Linked DNA regions of Sus scrofa: region 1 is linked to region 2. The links are chromatin contacts, called in public HiChIP or PLAC-seq maps. All regions are on one chromosome and are shown on one strand. The core of a region is the stretch at or near the end of the contact, and the rest is flanking DNA. Distances in the headings are between cores, read along the strand shown. Region 1 holds the start of PDPK1 (3-phosphoinositide-dependent protein kinase 1). Region 2 holds the start of PRSS27 (serine protease 27).

Region 1 (4,979 bases), core at 599-3,098, 120 kb after region 2:
CGGACTACGCCACAGCCACAACAACGCCAGATCTGAACCACATCTTCGACCTACACCACAGCTCATGGCGACACCGGATGCTTAACCCCCTGAGCGAGACCAGGGATGGCACCTGGGTCCTCATGGATACTAGTCAGATTCGTTTCTGCTGAGCCACAAGGGGAATTCCCATCATCCATTCTTCAATTCATTTTTTCTTACTGGATTCCAGTGTTTTTGTACTAAAAAGCTGCCTTCTGCAAAGAAAACTCCAAACCTCAAGTGTCGATCACGTGGAACTACTCAAACTATGAAAAAATATGCTTTTGTCTTCTCATGGACGCCGTCAGGGTACACACCTTGCATTGCAACAGCATCAACGTGTGAAAGTTCATTCTACAAACTTCCATGATGACTGTCGGCCTCAGCCTCCACCGAGATCAGCCAAGAAGCCTGATTCGTGTTTTTGCGTGTTAGCCCAGGCACCCCAGGGTACAGCCGCACATGTCGCAACAAAGACATCCCTTCGCCCTCCACTATATCCTCAACTGAACCGGTCCTCCTCTCAGACTTCGGATTACCACCTAGCTCTACAGAGCAAAGTTCTCCACCTCAAGTCCACGGACCAGCCGCAGAAGATTCCTTAGCCTTCTCAAGGACGCACAAAATGCTGTGCGTCTGGCTCAGATGTGGACCCAGGTCTTCTGTCAGACGCTCCAAGGGGCTCCTGACCCCTCAAAACGATTAAGAAACTCTAGCACAGAAAACAAGGAAATAAGAGTTGATACAAATTTCTGGAGTCTTCCATCACTTAAGGGACTTGCCTTTTGAACCAAGTTTTGCACGTCATCTAGACATTCGTCCATCACCCCCCTCACATTCGCACTCAAGGTACACATCCTTAAACCATCTTCCCTAAGGCTCCAGAAGTCAGCAGAGGGCAAACATGAAAACACCAGGGATACTTTTAGCAACCGAGAGAAAACAGCAACACTAGCGATACTTTACGCAAAACGTTTAACCCAGCGAAGGCTTTTTCTTTTTCCTCCCCCTGAAATCTCTCCGCCCGGTCACGCTCACTTGCCGGCGGTGCTGGGTTCCAGCTCGGCCTCCCAGGGGCTTCCCAAGACACCGACGCCGGTGCCGGAGCCGAGCCTCAAGGCAGGAAAAGCACCCAAACGCCGCTCGCCGGGCCGGGAGCGGAGCGTATCGGAGTGCGTCAGGCGCCGTCCCCGCTGAGAATTTGGAGGGGCCCGAGCATCAGGTGCTCCGAGCGAGAACTCGCACATCCTGCTTTCGCTGCGAGCAGAGGCACAGGGACGCTATCCCAGGTGAAGGCCCAGGGCAGTTCCTCCGCAGAAAGAACGAGAGATAACCCCGGAGGCTCGGCTCCAGGCCGCGCCGAAAACAAACTTTCCAAGCACTTCCACCGCGACGGGCCGGTGACACCTCCCCGGCCACCCCCGCCCTCCGCGCGCCTGTCAGCGCCCCCGGCGGCCCGGAACCTGCCTCACACGGGCCCCGGCTTCCCCCGGCGGCCAAGCGGCGCCCCAGGGCGCCCATGGACCCCGGCCCGGCCGCCCGGCCGCAGGTGAGGCGCCGCCCGGCCCCCGAGACCGCGGGCCGCCCCGCCTCACCGGGCCCCGGCGGCCGCCGCGCTCGGCGGGATGTCGGGCCGGCGCGCCCCGGCGGCCGCTGCGGACTCACCAGCTGGCTAGTGGTCCTGGCCATGGGCCCCGCGTCGGCGCGGGCGCCTCCCCCGCAGCGCTGCGCGGCTCGGCGCCTCCTCAGCGTCCTCCTCCCCGCGGCGGAGCCCCAGCAATGGCTGCCCTCATCCTGCGCCCGCCCCGCCGCCCGCCACCCCCAGCGCCGCCCCGCCCCCGCGCGACGCCGGGCGGGACTTCCTCCTCACCGCCTCCACTGCCCGCGCCCATTGGCTGCAGCTGCCGTCGCTCGGCCGCGGCTTAGGCCAGCCCCCACCGGCGCCCCCGAGCCGCATTTCCGGGTTGGGGCCGGCCGGGCAGGAGCGGCCCTGCCCCGCCTCGAGGGGGGGAAGGACACCGCACGAGCCAATCCCGGGCCTGCGGGGCGGGGCCGGGCGCGGGACGGGGCAAACTGTCATCCCGCGGCGCAGACCGAAAAACTGAGGTTCGGGAGTTCCCGTCGTGGCGCAGTGGTTAACGAATCCGACTAGGAACCGTGAGGTTGCGGGTTCGGTCCCTGCCCCTGCTCAGTGGGTTAACGATCCGGCGTTGCCGTGAGCTGTGGTGTAGGTTGCAGACATGGCTCGGATCCCGCGTTGCTGTGGCTCTGGCGTAGGCCGGTGGCAACAGCTCCGATTCGACCCCTAGCCTGGGAACCTCCATATGCCGCGGGAGCGGCCCAAAGAAATAGCAAAAAGACAAAAAAAAAAAAAAAAAAAAAAAAAAAAAAAAAAAAAAAAAAAAAAAAAGAAAAACTGAGGTTCGCCCAGCTGCGGCGGGGGCAGCCCAGGTCGCGCCCGAGACGGAGTTGGCGCTGGGCTCCTACCCGCCCGGGGCGGACTCGGAGCTGGGTTCTGAGTCAAGGCAGACAGAGGCATCTTCACTAGTTACAAAAGTAAGAAGTGTTCTCGAAGGAAATCTAGGCTCTAAAGCCATGTCTATAAGGCGGAAAACAATCCCATCCCATCACGGCTGATAGCCCCAGGTCACCTTCGGAACTTTCTTCTCTGCCTATAAATTCTTCTTGTAGCTGTTATTGGGTTTTTGTGGGGGGGGGGTTGTTTTTGTCTGTTTAGGGCTGCACCCGCGGCATATGGAAGTTCCCAGGCTAGGGGTCAGAGCCTACGTCACATCCACAGCAACGCCAGATCGGAGCCTTATCTGCGACCTACACCGCAGCTGACGGCGGATCCTTCACCCACTGAGCAAAGCCAGGGATCGAACCTGCGTGCTCACGGATGCTCGTCGGACTCGTTTCCGCTGAGCCACGACGGAAACTGCTTGTAGCTGTTATTGTTGATGATGATATGGTTGGGTTTTTTACCTGTGGTAAAATACACACAAAATTTACCACCTTAACCATTTTTGTGTACATCAGGCATATTACCATCGTAGTTCTAAGATGATGTTTTAAACAAAATCAGAGTCATCTTTGTTACCTGAAAACGTGCACATTTTTAAATTTGCAAATTTATATGGTAAATTTAAAGTTTTTTCTATTTCCAAAAGAAATACATGTTCATTTTAAAAAATAGCAATGTGGAAATTCCCATTGTGGCGCAGCAGAAATGAATCCAACTGGTATACATGAGGATGTGGATTCGATCCCTGGCCTTGCTCAGTGGGTTAAGGATCCATCGTTGCCGTGAGCTGTAGTGTAGGTGGAAGATAAGGCTCAGATCCTGGGTCACTGTGGCTGCGGTGTAGGCTGGCAACTACAACTCCAATTTGACTCCTAGCCTGGGAACCTTCATATGCTGCGGGTGCAGCCCTAAAAAGATAAACAAATAAATATAAAAATGAAGGCAAAAAGGCAAGTTGAGTGTTCTCGTTATGGCTCAGTGGTAACAAACCCAATCAGGATCCATGAGGATCTCGGGTTCAATCTTTGGCCTCGCTCAGTGGGTTAAGGATCCGGCATTGCTGTGAGCTGTGGTGTACATTGCAGATGCGCCTCGGATCTTATGTTAATGCCACTCCAATTTCACCACTATCCTGGGAACCTCCATATGCCACAGGTGCAGCTCTAAAAAAAAGGAAATTTATTTATTTATCTATTTATTTATTTTAAAAAAGCAAGTTGCAAAATATGAAACAGAGTCTTTAAATTTTTTTTTCTTTTTTTGGGCGCACCTGCGGCATACAGGTGTTCCCCTGGCCAAGCCACGTCTGCAAACTACGCCACATATGAGGAAATGCCGGATCCTTAACCTGCTGAGATGGGCCAGGGATGGAACTGGCAATGCCGCAAAGACAAGCCGGATCATTAGCCCACTGTGCCACAGCGGAAAGTCCTTTTTTTTTTTTTTTTTTTCTTTTTGTCTTTTGCCTTTTGTTGTTGTTGCTGTTGCTATTTCTTGGGCCGCTTCCGCGGCATATGGAGGTTCCCAGGCTAGGGGTTGAATCGGAGCTGTAGCCACTGGCCTATGCCAGAGCCACAGCAACGCGGGATCCGAGCCGCGTCTGCAACCTTCACCACAGCTCACGGCAACGCCGGATCGTTAACTCACTGAGCAAGGGCAGGGACCGAACCCGCGACCTCATGGTTCCTAGTCGGATTCGTTAACCACTGCGCCACGACGGGAACTCCTTTTTTTTTTTTTTTTTAAATTTATGAGAGTCTATGACATCAGAGCATGACCATGGAGATCTCGAGTTATTCAAAGAGAAACAGAGAGGGGAACAAAATTTGAGGTAAAGATCCCAAGTGAGGGCAGAGCCCGCTGGAGCAGCAGGTGGGGCAGAGCTCCCAGCAGCCTCGGGGGAATGGGGAGGGTTGAGGGGGAGGCTGGGGCCCTGAGGAAAGCACCGAAACAGGCAGCAGGGGCAGGACAGGGCAGGGCGGCTCAAAGAACAGTGAAGGATAAGGAGTTCCCGTCGTGGCTCAGCAGTTAACGAACCCGACTAGCATCCATGAGGACACAGGTTCCATCTCTAGTCTTGCTCAGTGGGTTGAGGATCCAGTGTTGCTGTGGCTGTGGTGTAGGCTGGCAGCTACAGCTCCAACTGGACCCCCAGCCTGGGAACCTACATATGCCTCGGGTGCGGCCCTCAAAAGACAAAAAGAGGAGTTCCTGTCATGGCTCAGTGGTTAATGAAACTGAGTAGAAACCATGAGGTTGTGGGTTCGATCCCTGGCCTTTCACAGTGGGTTAAGGATCCAGCGTTGCCGTGAGCTGTGGTGTAGGTCAGCAGCTGCAGCTCCGATTAGACCCCTAGCCTGGGAACCTCCATATGCCATGGGTACAGCCCTAGAAAATACAAAAAAAAAAAAAAACGACCAAGGAAGGATAAGAG
Region 2 (5,232 bases), core at 1,514-4,013:
TATTAACCAAATTGGTTTCCTCTTTCAAGACTGGTCTATGTGTAGCCTTTGCTCATTTCACCTTTAGGGGATCAGGGGTTTTCTCGTCAATTTCCTAAGCATTGCCAACAATAATGGTGCAGGCACTTTGCCGCATTTCCTGCAAATATTTATCCTATTGTTCGCCTTTGTACTTTGAAACCGATTATTTTTCTAGTGTATGGGCCATCTCCTTTGTGTTGCCTACTGTGACTATTTTTTGTTGTTCTTTGTTTGTTTTTGCCTTTTAGGGCCATTCTCTCTGCATGTGGAAGTTCCCAGGCTAGGGGTCAAATCAGAGCTACAGCTGCCAGCCTACGCCACAGCCACAAGCAACGCGGGATCTGAGCCATGTCTGCGACCTAAACCACAGCTCATGGCAATGCCAGATCCCTGACCCACTGAGTGAGGCCAGGGATCGAAACGGATTCCTCATGGATATTAGTTGGAGTCGTTTTCACTTCGCCACAACGGGAACTCCCTCTGCTGTGACTTCTAACATTAAAAAACCCTTCCCCTTCCAGAGGTGGTAAAAGCTCATTTCTGGCTTTGTTTTTTGGCTGCTCCAGGGCATATGGAGCTCCCGGGCAAGGGATCAGATTCCAGTCACAACCTTGAAGTAAACTGCAGCTGTGGCAACACCAGAAGGTCCTTAACCCACTGTGCCAGGCTGGGGACTGAACCCGCTCCCAAGACACTGCTGATCCCTTCGTGCCACAGTGGGAGCTCCCATTTGTGTTTTAGGAGGAAGTGACAAAACACACTTAGGGCTCTGAGTCCCTCTGGTCTCCAATCCACCCCTCTGTTTGGCAGGTGGAGTGAGGAAGGCACCTGGCTTCCAGCTCACCCTACACCCCCACCCAGCTCCCTGCACAGCGGGGGGTCTACAGCCTCAAGGGTGTCAGGAGTGACACGAGATGCTGTTTCTCTAGCCACCGGAGTCCCTGGTGTCCCCACTTTCTGATCACATCTTAACTTTTGTTACTTTCTTGATTTCAAGGCAGCACCTTCTTAGAAATGGCTTTGGGGGGGGGGGAAGGCAGAGGAAACCTAGAAAGACACCTGAGAGGAAGTATTTAGCCCCAAACAATCTTGAAGGCCTCTGAAATCCAGAGAACTGATCATCAGGTGCCTGGTGAAATGCGGTGACACAGACGTTTTGAAACACTTTCCAAAATTTCTGATTAGACATTTTCACCTCAATCCTCTCTCCTCCACTCGGCTCACCTCCAATTGCCCCATGCCTGGAACAGTGCTGGGTCTCAGTGGGCTCCAAGAATCCCTGGGAACGAGTCTGGAAGCCCTCTAGCCACGCGCTGCTCTCCCTCCCCGAGGGACTCCCGCTCACGCAGACAGGCCGCCCGGACTCCGGGACGCCGCGTGGAGGGGGCGCAGCGGAGGGACCCGGGAGGCAGGGGGGCGCAGGAGGAGGGCGCCAGCGCCCGGGCAGCCGTCCCCCGTCGAGGGTGGCGCCCCCTCTTCCCCCGAGGGCTGCGGGAGACGCGGAGACGGAGGGGAGGTCGGAGGGCAGGAGCGGAGGAGTGGAGGAGCAGGAAGGGCTGGGGCTGGGAGTTGTGCGAGGAAGACAGACAGCGCGGAGCCGAGCCTCCCGCCCCAGCGGCCCGGCGCTGCTGCCGGCGGCCCCTAGAGGGCAGTGGCGCGCTGACCGGGAGCGCCCGCCAAGGCCAAGGCCAAGGCCGGAGCGCGGAGATGGGGAGGGGGCGGAAAGTCGGCGACCTCGGCCGTCCCCGACTTCCGGGGCGCGCCGGCGCACCCCCAGGCCACGCACGCACCCACTGTGTGGGCGGGGAAACTGAGGCCGGGCTCTGCCGGTCATCCGGCGCTCCCCGCCCCAGCCCCCACCGGCTCTGCCCGACCTGGTCCTCGGCCGCCGGTCCCGGCCCGGCCTCGCCGCCGAGCCCCGGCTCCGGCTCTGACGTCAGCTCCGTGCCCCAAATAACTTCCTCCCAGAGCCGCTTCCGCGACGACTGCACGTCCTGGACCCGGCCAGCCGCTCCCAGGGCAGGGACACCTGGGGACGGTCCTCCTGGCACGGCCTTCCCAGAAGCAGCTTCCGCCCCGCCCACGCTGGCCTTCGCGTTCCGGGAACCCCACCCCCACCCCTGCGACGGCGGCGGGCAGGGGGCAGGGAGAGGCCGGTCAGGGTCACCCAGGGCCAGGCCTGGGACTGCTGGAACCCAGGTCTGGAGGGAGAGCCGGGGGGCGGGGAGGGGCGCTGGGGTCAGCGGCGGAGCCCGCCAGACGCTCCCGCTTAGGCTCAGGTGACCTGGCCCTTAGCCATCCTCCTTCCGGCAAAGCGCAAGCCCCAGTCCCGGACTGTTTGCGGCGCATGGCAGGTGCTCAGTAAATAAAAATAAATGAACGGATGAATGAAACAGAGAGGGTCGCGTGGTGGACCGCAGTCAGCTCAGGTGGGCCTGTGGTCAGCTGGAGAGTGTGGTCAGTCACCGTGGAGGCGGAACCCTTGCCACAAGCACTTAAATGGGGCACATGCGGAGTTCCCGTCGTGGCGCAGTGGTTAACGAATCCGACTAGGAACCATGAGGTTGCCAGTTCAATCCCTGGCCTTGCGCAGTGGGTTAAGGATCCGGCGTTGCCGTGAGCTGTGGTGTAAGCTGCAGATGCGGCTCGCATCCTGAGTTGCTGTGGCTGTAGTGTAGACCAGGGGCTACAGCTCCGATTGGACCCCTAGCCTGGGAACCTCCATATGCCGCGGGTGCGGCCCTAGAAAAGGTAAAATAAACAAACAAACAAATAAATAAATAAATGGGACACACGCACCCTGGCCCGCAAACCCTAAGGTGTTTTAGCATGAGAGGCCTGTCCCCTTGGGGTTCAGGGCCAGGCCATGGAGGAGTCGGGGTTCTGGGGTGCCTCCTTCCTGCCCAGAGGAACTGGGCGGGCCTGGCTGACAGGTCCAGCGGCATAGCCGAGCTGACACTCATCTCCAGCATAAAACCCCACTTCATGGAGCCCTACACATAGAGCTAGTGGTCACGGAGCTCCTGCCACAGCAGTCCCCTGCCCGGCAGGCACTCCAGCCAGGCTGAGACCATGGGGCAGGTGCCAGCTTTGGCCCTGCTCCTGCTGCTGCTGCTGCGGACTGGTGAGTCTTAGACATTGCAGGCATCTGTAAGGGCCTCTCTGTCCTACCCAAGCGGCAGCTAAGCCCCCACTCCCCGGCCAGGCCTCGGGCTGCAGCACCAGTCTCCCTTCCTGCCTCAGTGGGAAGATTCCGGAGGTTCCACAGGTGGAGTGAACTGGGGATGGGGGTGTGGGTGCAGGCGGGAGGACCAGGAGGCAGTGACACAGGCCGGATCCCATCCCTCCCCTTGCCTCAGGCAAATTACAGCCAAGCTGCTTCTGCCCCCTCTGGTCCTGGCCTCTCAAGATGAAAACGTGGTGCTGTAGGATCTGACCTCAAGACCGCTGGGCGCCAGCCAATCTCTGGGTCACTGACATCTGGGCCTGGGAAGGGTGGCTGGGTTGCCACCTGAGCCTGGTGAAGGCTCAGTGGGGGGCAGGGAGGACACACGGGGGTCCAGGTTCCTGCTCCGGCACAGAGGGAGGGAATTGGAGGAGCAGGCCCTGCACCTCCGGCCCTTCCCCCGCTCTCTTGGGTGAAGGTTGGCAAGGGCCAACAGGGGAGGTCGGGGGGGGGGGAATGCACCTGCCAGGCCCCTCCCAGCTGGGCGGGCTGCTCTCTGCCAGGGAAACTCTCCCGCATTCCTGGGCCAGCCTGGCCAGCCCAGCTGCCACCTTACTTCCCTGTCCTCAAGTCACCTCCCAGGGCCGGGCCAGGTCACCCCAGGCTGCAGCTTGGCCAGGGCTCCAGGCTTCCCACCAGGGAAGGAGGGTGCAGGCTTCCCACCAGGGAAGGAGGGTGCAGCCTCCCTGGGCTCCACCGGGCCTTGCCAGGCCTTGCTGCCCAGCTCCCTCCTCCCTCCCGGCCTCCTGGCACAGGGTCCTGTCCCACCCCTCCGGTCCCTTCACGTGGGCAGAGGTGCCCCGTCCAGCAGGGGTCCTGGGCTCCAGCTGCCAGCTGTATGAGAGGGGCTGCTCTGGGGAATCTGGGACGGAGCCAGGCTCTGCCCCCATCGCCCCCAGACTCAAGACAGAGCTGGAGACTTGCTCGGTCGGGAAGATAGTGTGAGAGGCCCTGGGCCTATGGCCAGCGGCCGGGGTGGAGAGTGGGAGACCCTGGCGCTCCAGAACCGGAGGCTGCGGTCCTGGGGGAGCTTCCAGACAAGGATGCGTGTGGGGTGAAGGGAAGGCCCTCGTGGGGCAAGGAGGAGCCATCCTGTCTCCAACAGGAGAGCCAGGCCATGACAGGGTGCCCTGGGTGGCCTCTCCTGCTGGTCCTCGGGAGACAGGCTGGAGGTGGAGCAGAGGCAGGGCTACACCAGGCAGATGCCAACCTCAGGGCCCACAAAGTTGGCTGATTACCTTCTTTGCTCACTTGCAGGGACTCAGGGGGCCGAAGCCTCAAGTGGTAAGCATCCAGGGCCCTTGCGGGGTAGACAGGAGTGGGCTTGTCTGAGAGCAGCAAGGCTGACCAGGAACGCACCCCCCCCCAACACCCACCCCAGGAGGCCAGGGTGAAACAGGCGGGGCACAGGGAATCCCGCAGGGCCAAAAGGAGCTGGAGCCCAGGTGGGTGGGCGGGCAGAAGGAGGGTCTGAGACGCGGTGCAGGTGGCACAAGAGGGCCATCGAGGCAAGAAGAACGGGGGAGGGTGGGAAGACGACAGGAAGGAAGTAAGGACAGACGCCGACACCATTCTGCTGTGACAATAACATACCCCCTCAGGGTCACCTACCCCATGTGGGATTGTCCCCTGTCTGTCAGGTCCTGGGACCAGATCTTTACCTGCGTCATCGTCATCCCAACATCCTCCCCCTACTCCCCACCGAGGTAGGTCTGATGTCACCATTTCACAGGTAAGGGGTGTGAGGCCCACGGGATGGGAGGCTTTCCCACAGCTGGGAAGGGTCTGCCCTGGTCCGAGGCGGACCTGACGCCGGGGCCTCTGACTTACCTAAGTTCTCCGAGCAGGTCGGGGGCAGGGAGGCTGGGAATAGAACCACCGAACAAGAAAGCCTGAGAGCGGGTCTGCGGGCGGGGGGTGGATCTGGCCCCCAGTGAGCAACACCCTGGCCGTGATCCCCTAGTGTGTGGGCGCCAGAGGACGCT

The links. HiChIP or PLAC-seq counts read pairs in DNA pulled down with a chosen protein or histone mark.
Region 1: a contact with region 2 is called in an H3K27ac HiChIP or PLAC-seq map of alveolar macrophages. The contact joins the promoter of PDPK1 here to the promoter of PRSS27 in region 2. A contact is called at or near these places in 2 of 5 promoter capture datasets (fetal liver and liver), 4 of 47 Hi-C or Micro-C datasets (embryonic fibroblasts, fibroblasts, liver and 1 more) and 2 of 2 datasets of contacts at active chromatin or transcription factors (alveolar macrophages and skeletal muscle).

What each region holds. Positions count from the first base shown.
Region 1 is chr3:39,510,775-39,515,753 of Sscrofa11.1, forward strand. It overlaps PDPK1 (3-phosphoinositide-dependent protein kinase 1), which reads right to left and starts at 1,849. Exons shown (of 14, transcript XM_021086751.1): 1 at 1,687-1,849. The coding sequence starts at 1,710.
Region 2 is chr3:39,392,251-39,397,482 of Sscrofa11.1, forward strand. It overlaps PRSS27 (serine protease 27), which reads left to right and starts at 2,764. Exons shown (of 7, transcript XM_021086750.1): 1 at 2,764-3,145; 2 at 4,505-4,531; 3 at 4,849-4,953; 4 at 5,211-5,232. The coding sequence starts at 3,094.